2 separate regions of the Mus musculus genome follow, and region 1 is linked to region 2. The links are chromatin contacts, called in public Hi-C maps. All regions are on one chromosome and are shown on one strand. Each heading gives the region's core, a stretch centred on a gene start, on an enhancer-like site or on the middle of the called end of the contact. The rest is flanking DNA. Distances are from core to core; before and after follow the strand shown.

Region 1 (4,152 bases), core at 271-2,770, 70 kb before region 2:
ATGACCTTTAATATAAAAGATCAACCAGTGCCTGGTCTGGAGTCTCTAAGCCTTCTTTCCCCACCAGTGACCCCTAGCTTAGGAGTCTGGCTCAGGAATGCTGAGCCAACAGGCTTGCAGTCTACTCTAGAAACAGATCTGAAGCATTCAAGGTGCTGTCTTGGCTTTCAGGGAAAACGGAGGAACTTTTTATTATAGCAGAGGTCCTCTGTCCATCTCACTTGTCCCCATCCCCACCCCCAAAAGGTCCCAAATTAAATGCCTTAAATTAAGGAGTTATCGAAAATGATCTAGGCACTTTTCTTTAAACTAAATTGAGAAACCAACAGTTTAAATCCCTTGCCATGCACAGGAGCTACACAGCAGCAGGAACTCTGTGTAGATGTGGGTTTGTATTAATTCCTGGATACCTCGCTGAGCAGCTGGAGAACAGGAAGCCCACATTCCTGGCCGTCTGGGAGAAATGGGGGGGGGGTTCCATGCTTCCATGGATTTGAAAGAATTCTTCTAATTATGAACTCTAAGTACTCACTGCAAGTCGTGGCTCTCAACATTCAGCCTTGGCTGTCTACACATTGGTTGCCTATAGCCTCAGGGAGATGAAGGTCTCTCCAAATCAGCGGTCTATTTTCACCATGAAGCTAAGTCCTCCAATAGTGTTTTGTGCTTTGTAACCTTAAAAGGTTTTTAAGTGATACAGATAACACTAAATCAGTGTAACAAAAACTGAAGTCCTGGCAGAGTCAACGAACTTGTTCTGGGTCAAAAACAGATGCTATATGTGAGACTGGGTTAATAGATCTCAATGCAATAGTCTAAAAACTTATTCTCTTCCTGTCATTTTTATTCTTATGACATTAATGAATTATTAAACCCTTCAGTATATATAATTAGTTTTTAAAAAGGTTTTATGTATATTAATGTTTTGCCTGCATAGCTATATGTGCTCTACCTACATGCCCAGTGCCCTCAGAGGTTATAAGAGGGCATTAGACCCCCCCCTCACCTGGAATTACAAATATTTGTGAGCCATCATGTGAGTGCTGGGAACTGAACGTAGGCCCTCTGCAAGAACAGCATGTGCTCTTAGCCATGGAGCTGTCTCTTCATCCCTCAACTATATAAAATTTATAAGCCAAGTCTGAGGCAAAAGCAAACTTATTTTCTCATTCATTGTGTTTCTCTTTTCTGAAGTGTTGAGGCTAGGACAAGGGGTCCTTTACATGCATACATTAGACAAGTGTTCTACAACTGAGACATATATCCAATCATTTATTAAAGCTTTTAAATTAACAGTCTTCCCTAAACCTTAACATTACTGAGCCCCATCCTAGCTGCTTTTCTGAAAGTGGGTTTCTGGCATGTAGTATTTGACAGCAAGAAAAAAATGCAGAAGGCAAGAACATAGTTGTAAGATAGCTAATGTCCAGCCCTGCACACCAGCTTGGGACAAAGCACCATGTCACCTAGGCAACTAGCAGTGACTCACAGACCTCGAGTGCCCAACAAGGAGGAGCTTGTTCCCACTGACTAGCCGGGAGAATCCTTTGTGTAATGAAATCAACAGCTGCCCAGTAAGGCTGACACTATTTCCTGGACCTTGAATCTAATAAAAGGACTGATCTGACACATTTCCTGAAGTCCTATCTTGGTTTTGCAGAAGAAAACCTTAGGCTCCTTATTAGGGCTTAACCTGTAGCCTGCTAGCTGGACTGAAGTTGTGCTCCGCCACTATATAGCATCTTGGGGGGGGGTATTTTCTGACTATATTTGTCTTCTTGCATGTATGTCTTCCCATTGTCAGGCATCCCTAAACTAGCTGAACCCTATCTTTTACTGTGTCATAGGAACCCCTTTGTGCCCAATTAGGGTCCTAGGGACAGGACCCTTGTGTTCATTGGCATGCTGGGCTGTTCATGTTTCCCAGAGTTGGCAGAAAAAGTATCAGTCATTATTACATAGTAATAATAATGCCATTATTATAAAACAAACTATGTAAACTCCTAAGTAAATATGAAAAAAAACAATTTTTTGCATTTATGAGTTCTTAATAGTCTTATTTGATTTTATAACAGTCTGAGCTTCTGGGTTCTGTTTAGTCTGTGATACCTGTCTCATGGAAATGTTACAGGATGATGGACTACTCTGGTATAAGTCATACTCCAGAAGTATAAAGTCCTGAACACCACAATTATAAGCACTGATAGGAAATGATCAAAATCCCCTAAAATCTAAAATTTGGTAAATCACAGTCCCAGTAGATTACAAGTCCAAAATGTTGTAATCTTCAAATGTAAAATTCCCAAAGTCTCAGTTTCCATGGAAAACAGAAGAAGAGGGAGACAGCTGGGAAAGCAACGCCCTGGGCAACAGTGGAAATGCTGTTGTTTTTTTGACAGGCTCTGCAGCCATTATCAAATGTCCCTGTCTTCTCTGTCACATGGAGCTCCTTCACTTCCTCCCCTCTTATATGTCCTCATATCTGTCACAGTCTTGGTGAAGTCTTGGGCACAGTCCTGGTGAAGCACACCAGAAGTGTGTTTTAAGCAGCATCCTGCCCTACCCAGCACAAGACCATTTCCAACCAGCCAGAGGCTTCCCTGGCTTCTCCAGGCAGATAGTTTTAGTTTTTTTAGATGCTCTTGAGAGTTCAGCCGCTAGAAAGGATGCATGAGTATAGAAAGTGATGCATTTCTGAAAGGGAGATTTTGCTGTCGTCATATGGTTTTCAGGATTCCCCTCCATAGGACTTGAGGTTTGATGGATTTCAGACTTTGGAATTTCAATGTGTGGGATTTTAATATTTTAGAATTGTGGTTTTGGAGATTTTACACTTTATAGATTTGTAATTGTAGAGAATGTGAGCTTTAGGAGTGGGAATTTCAATCTCTAGTATCATGTCTTCTGAATATGTGGCTTTGGGGGGAGAGGGGTGTGAACAGCCCCCTCTCCTCTCCCCAATCCAAGATCTGTACTTAGTAAACAGCTAGGTCCTCACTGAGCCTCATGATGCTGGTACTTGGATAGCAAGCTTTCCTCCAAGAAGTTCCAGTGAGTTGTGTTTCATATATTTTACTGTAATAGAATCTTGGGCATGAGAACCAACCTTGCCATGATGCTTGTTTGGAACCCAGCAATATGCAGAACACTTTGGTCTTGTCCTCAGTCTCTGAATGTCTGTCCTATGTGGCTAGACCTGCTTCACGAGTCATGCATCAAGCATTGGAGCAGAGTCAAACGATTGGAATTCAAATCACACCAGACCATGACCTTGACCCAGGATAGTTTCTACAGACGTCAGTACCTCAGCTTTGAATAAGATTGACCTAACCGTTGGGACCCCCTCCCATGGTTGTTATGAATGTTTGAAAACATGATAAGTTGATAATCAAATTAGTCATTGCTGCTCTCACTGCTCTTCTGGGTTGAAGCTCTGGTTCTCATCATAAGATCTTCCCTACCCTGCTGTGTGGGCCTCACCAGTTTCCTGGGGAGAGAGAAACAGTGCTAGATGTGACCTTGCTGGAGGTCTAGTCACATGGCGGAGGACATCAGCAGGCCTGGTGAGCATCATAGGAAAAACTAGAAGAGCAAAGTGTCCATCAAACTATCCCAGGGCCATTGCTGATGTCAATCACTGGCCAGTAGGGCTAGAGTCCTTCCCTCAGTGGCTGTTGAGCAAACCCATATAGAGCTTCTTTATTGTTGTTTCCTGCTCAATCCAAGCACCCCGACTTCACCTCACAGCAGCTCATTCCTGTCTATGACAGTTTCTGCCCACTGGGAGCTGACAAGGCAGCAAGCATAAGAATCAACACTCGGCTCATATGGCCAAACAACTTTTCCAGAACACCTCTTTGCTTCAACAGAAACTCCTTCCATCCTGAAGTGAGATTTTACAGACATGTGCTGTTATTCCACAGGCTGCAGTAAATGTCACAGTGGTGAAGGAAGAGCCCTTCAGACAGTCTGTGGAGAGAGAATGTTTTATGGTCATTGCTTCATTCCATACAAAGGCCATTATTCTGTTGCTCCTCACATCATGTTATATGTGTCCCAGTCCACTCGGATGCATAAGATTTGTTCCTCACGGCAATCTGATTTTGCCACTACTTTTCATGTTTACATAAGTTTTCAGGGGATCTTAAAGGG
Region 2 (4,442 bases), core at 556-3,055:
CCTAGGACCCAGGCATTGCTATATTTATTCCCATTCCCTCTGGAGTTTTCTTTCCTGGAGAGCTGAGGCAGCTTTGACCCAATAAAGACAACGTCAGTCAAGGGGGTGGTGGACTCTACAGGTCCCAGCTCTGGCTTGACAGAGACAGAGTCCCACATGGGCAAGCAGATGGAGGATGTTCCACCTGCTTCTTTTTACAATTTCAGTGCTTTCATTTCACCCTCTTTTTTTTTTTTTTTTTTTTTTTTTTTTTTTTTTTTTTTTGGTTTTTTTGAGACAGGGTTTCTCTGTATAGCCCTGGCTGTCCTGGAGCTCACTTTGTAGACCAGGCTGGCCTCGAACTCAGAAATCTGCCTGCCTCATTTCACCCTCTTGGCCACGCGTCCCTCTGTGAATGTTTTTCTCCACGTGAGGACACCGCAGCCTTCTGTTCTCATCTAAAGTCCGAGCTGTACTGAACCAGAGAAGCTATTCATTTGTAAGCCATGGGAACTTCGCGAGGCTTCCCACAGACGAATTTCCTAACCTTCAGCTTTGCTCCAGGCAGTCTGAGCTGCTCCGTAGCAGTTGTAGTAAGTAATGCTCTACTGTCCTTGGATTGGTCTAGAGTTCAACAGCACCGCCTCCTGGCAGTGGGGTGGAAGTGACTGCCACGGAGTGCAGGGTCCTCTTGGTGTGTGTGTGTGTGTGTGTGTGTGTGTGTGTGTGTGTGTGTGATGACGCGCACGCTTGGGGAATAGGCAGATGAGAGAGGTGGGGAGGAGGTGGCTAAGCTTTGATTTGAACACAGCCCTCCACATTCTTGGTGAGTGCTTAGCATCTAAAAGTCTTAAGTGACAGATTCCCTTCCTCCCCTCCCAGCTGCCCACAAGACACTCCTCTTCAATGCCCTTTGTGAGCAAACGGATTGTGTAGGCACCTCTATCTTTTGAGACTCTCAAATGACGATGGAAATGATCACGTCAAAAGGAACCAAGTAGGCTCTATTGTAGCTCATACAGTCTCCTTGCAAAGCCCCCTCCCCCCCTCCCCACCCCGGGGCCAGTTTCATTGAGGGGTCTGAGATAGGCTTGGAGGAAAACAAAACAAACCAGAACAAAGGAACGCAACACACCTTCCCCAGAGGATTCTGCAGGAATTGAACTGGGAAAGGGGGCCATGATCTCTGAGCCCAGACAAAACTTGCACGATGTTCTCAAGCAACTAGATAGGGTCTGGCCTTGGAGATGCCTGCTCAGAACAGGAGAGGAATGGAGACTGGAGAAGGGTTTGGGGTTATTAGACCACTCTCTCCTCTTGCTGCCCTAGTATTGTTTCCCCTGGCCTCCTCCAAGGTCATTTGGGACCTAAACCTCCGATTGTCAATGCAGCCAGGCTTCCTGAGTTCCTGCCTTGCATTTAGCTCACCTTTTTCAGAGTCTTGCAAGTCTCAGACACACCTCTACTGGACTTTTCTTTTCCCTGCCCCACCAACCGGACCATCTTCCAAACTTTGGTAGCATCTATGTGGAAGTGTGAGTGTGAGTGTGTGTGTGTTCGCGTCTGAGTGTGTGTACGTGTGTAGAGGTTTAAACACAGGCTACCCGCGGGCTATACCGGAGAGTCTGGGGCAGGAACTGTCGTCTTGCTGACACAGTTCTGTTCTGTGGTGGCGCCTGCAGGCCACGCCCGAGGGCCTCCCAACGCCCAGACAGACTTTTTAACTCATCGCGCAGAGGTGATCCCAGGCTGGAGGGCGGGCGCAAGGCGTCCGGAGAACCCAGTAATCCGAGAACGCAGCATCAGCCCTTCCCACCAGGCACTTCCTTCCTTTTCCCGAACGTGCAAAGAGGGAGGGCCGCGCATTTATAAACTGGAGCTTCAGCGGAGTGGCATGTTAGAGGCTGCCTCGCAGGGACTAGGAGCCTGGGCTAGAAACGTCTAGGTTGTGATAGAGGCTAGCTGCTGTCGCCGCAGGCATACGGAAACCCCTCTGCCTGGACTGGGTGTCTGCACCAGCGCAGGGCTAGCTTTTCTCGGAACTTGCACGGTGCACCCCTGGACAGCATGCTTGGGATTTTCTTTCTGGGTGTGCTGGCTCCAGCTAGCCTGGGGCTCTCCGCACTAGCCAAGCTGCAGCCCACAGGCAGTCAATGCGTGGAGCATGAGTGCTTCGCGCTTTTCCAGGGCCCCGCGACCTTCCTCGATGCCAGCCAGGCCTGCCAGCGCCTGCAAGGACATTTGATGACAGTGCGCTCCTCAGTGGCTGCCGATGTCATCTCCCTTCTGCTGAGCCAGAGCAGTATGGATTTAGGGCCCTGGATCGGTTTACAGCTCCCGCAGGGCTGTGACGACCCGGTGCATCTCGGGCCCCTGCGCGGCTTCCAGTGGGTTACTGGCGATAACCACACCAGTTACAGCAGGTGGGCGCGGCCCAACGACCAGACGGCTCCACTCTGCGGCCCTCTGTGCGTCACGGTCTCGACAGCAACTGAAGCTGCACCCGGCGAGCCGGCCTGGGAAGAGAAGCCATGCGAGACTGAGACCCAGGGTTTCCTCTGTGAGTTTTACTTCACAGCTTCCTGCAGGCCTCTGACGGTGAATACTCGCGATCCTGAGGCTGCCCACATCTCTAGTACCTACAACACCCCGTTCGGGGTCAGTGGTGCGGACTTTCAAACGCTGCCGGTAGGCAGTTCCGCCGCGGTGGAGCCCCTTGGCTTGGAGCTGGTGTGCAGGGCCCCGCCCGGAACTTCAGAGGGACACTGGGCTTGGGAAGCGACAGGAGCCTGGAATTGCAGCGTGGAGAATGGTGGCTGTGAGTACTTGTGCAATAGGAGCACGAATGAACCCAGATGCCTCTGCCCCAGAGACATGGACCTGCAGGCCGATGGACGTTCGTGTGCAAGACCTGTGGTTCAATCGTGCAACGAACTCTGCGAGCATTTTTGTGTCAGCAACGCTGAAGTGCCAGGCTCTTACTCCTGTATGTGTGAGACAGGCTACCAGTTGGCTGCAGACGGACACCGGTGTGAGGACGTGGATGACTGTAAGCAGGGGCCCAATCCATGTCCCCAGCTCTGTGTTAACACCAAGGGCGGCTTCGAATGCTTCTGCTATGATGGCTATGAGTTGGTGGATGGAGAGTGCGTGGAGCTTCTGGATCCGTGTTTCGGATCTAACTGCGAGTTTCAGTGCCAGCCAGTGAGCCCCACCGACTACCGATGCATCTGCGCTCCAGGCTTCGCACCCAAGCCGGATGAACCGCACAAGTGCGAAATGTTCTGCAATGAAACTTCGTGCCCAGCAGACTGTGACCCTAACTCTCCTACTGTTTGTGAATGCCCTGAAGGCTTCATCCTGGACGAGGGTTCCGTATGCACGGACATTGATGAGTGCAGTCAAGGCGAATGCTTCACCAGTGAATGTCGAAACTTCCCTGGCTCCTATGAGTGTATCTGCGGGCCTGACACAGCCCTTGCTGGTCAGATTAGCAAAGACTGTGACCCCATCCCTGTTAGGGAAGACACCAAGGAAGAGGAGGGCTCTGGGGAGCCTCCAGTCAGCCCTACGCCAGGCTCTCCGACAGGTCCCCCTTCTGCAAGGCCAGTGCACTCTGGCGTGCTCATTGGCATCTCCATTGCCAGCCTGTCCCTGGTGGTGGCGCTTTTGGCGCTTCTCTGTCACCTGCGCAAGAAGCAGGGCGCTGCTCGTGCAGAGCTGGAGTACAAGTGCGCATCTTCCGCCAAGGAGGTAGTGCTGCAGCACGTCAGGACTGATCGGACGCTGCAGAAGTTCTGAGGGATTTGCTCCAGAGACCCAGGTGGCCTTTGTCTTTCCGGGCTCTGTACCTCTCCTCTCCTCTCTCTCTCTCCAGCCTCCCAGCTGTGTTCTCTGGCAACTTAAAAGCACCCTGGCTGGTATAATAACCAGAGAAGAGCCCATCCTCTCAGGACAAGCGAGGGTAGGGAGGACTTGAAGCAGGACAGCCCAGTTTCTTCCAAGTAGATACTGGACAACTGGGCGGAGGTGGCAAATACAGCGGAGATCCCAGAGTACCCCAGTCCCTCACCTCACCTCCTAGTGCTGCTGATCTGTAGGCTTGAAGGCAAACCTTGACCCCATGGGCTGGAGATGACCCAGATATTTATTTTTTTTAAAGTATTTAGTATTTTCTTCCCTCCAGTTTTCTTCTGCTTGTAAGTCTCCAGCCCCCCACAGCTTTCTCAGTCCCTCCATTCCCCCCCTCCTGTCATTCTCCTCCCCAAACCTGATCATAACTTTGCCCTTACCGTTGTTTCCAAACTCTTATGTGAAACAGAAAAGAAACACTAAAAGCAGAAAACGTTCTTTTTCACTGGCTTTGGGTATTTAGTCAGAAATTTCAGGTAACCAAAGCAAAAGAATTTTAACAAAAGCTAAAATATTTCAGCTGAACACTAACTAGTCAATAGTGCTGGAAT

What was found. A called contact is a pair of places that touch in the nucleus more often than the background predicts.
Region 1: a contact with region 2 is called in a Hi-C map of muscle stem cells, with 2.0 times the contacts expected there. The contact joins the enhancer-like site here to the promoter of Thbd in region 2. A contact is called at or near these places in 5 of 39 promoter capture datasets (the 3T3-L1 cell line, the C10 cell line, the HPC-7 cell line and 2 more), 1 of 15 datasets of contacts at CTCF or cohesin (the NIH/3T3 cell line), 5 of 484 Hi-C or Micro-C datasets (adipose-derived mesenchymal stem cells, bone marrow-derived macrophages, muscle stem cells and 1 more), 5 of 115 datasets of contacts at active chromatin or transcription factors (the HPC-7 cell line, bone marrow-derived macrophages, embryonic stem cells and 2 more) and 3 of 9 other capture datasets (adipose tissue, embryonic stem cells and liver).

What each region holds. Positions count from the first base shown.
Region 1 is chr2:148,475,884-148,480,035 of GRCm38.p6, reverse strand. No RefSeq gene overlaps it. Among named protein-coding and RNA genes, the nearest start is that of Cd93, 34 kb to the right of the region's middle. Within about 2 kb of position 1,520, at least 111 of the 459 cell types and tissues checked have an H3K27ac peak or open chromatin away from gene starts, as enhancers often do. A contact at or near this core is called in the HPC-7 cell line, adipose tissue, adipose-derived mesenchymal stem cells and 4 more, where this site is marked.
Region 2 is chr2:148,405,551-148,409,992 of GRCm38.p6, reverse strand. It overlaps Thbd (thrombomodulin), which reads left to right and starts at 1,805. Exons shown (of 1, transcript NM_009378.3): 1 at 1,805-4,442. The coding sequence starts at 2,047. The coding sequence ends at 3,780.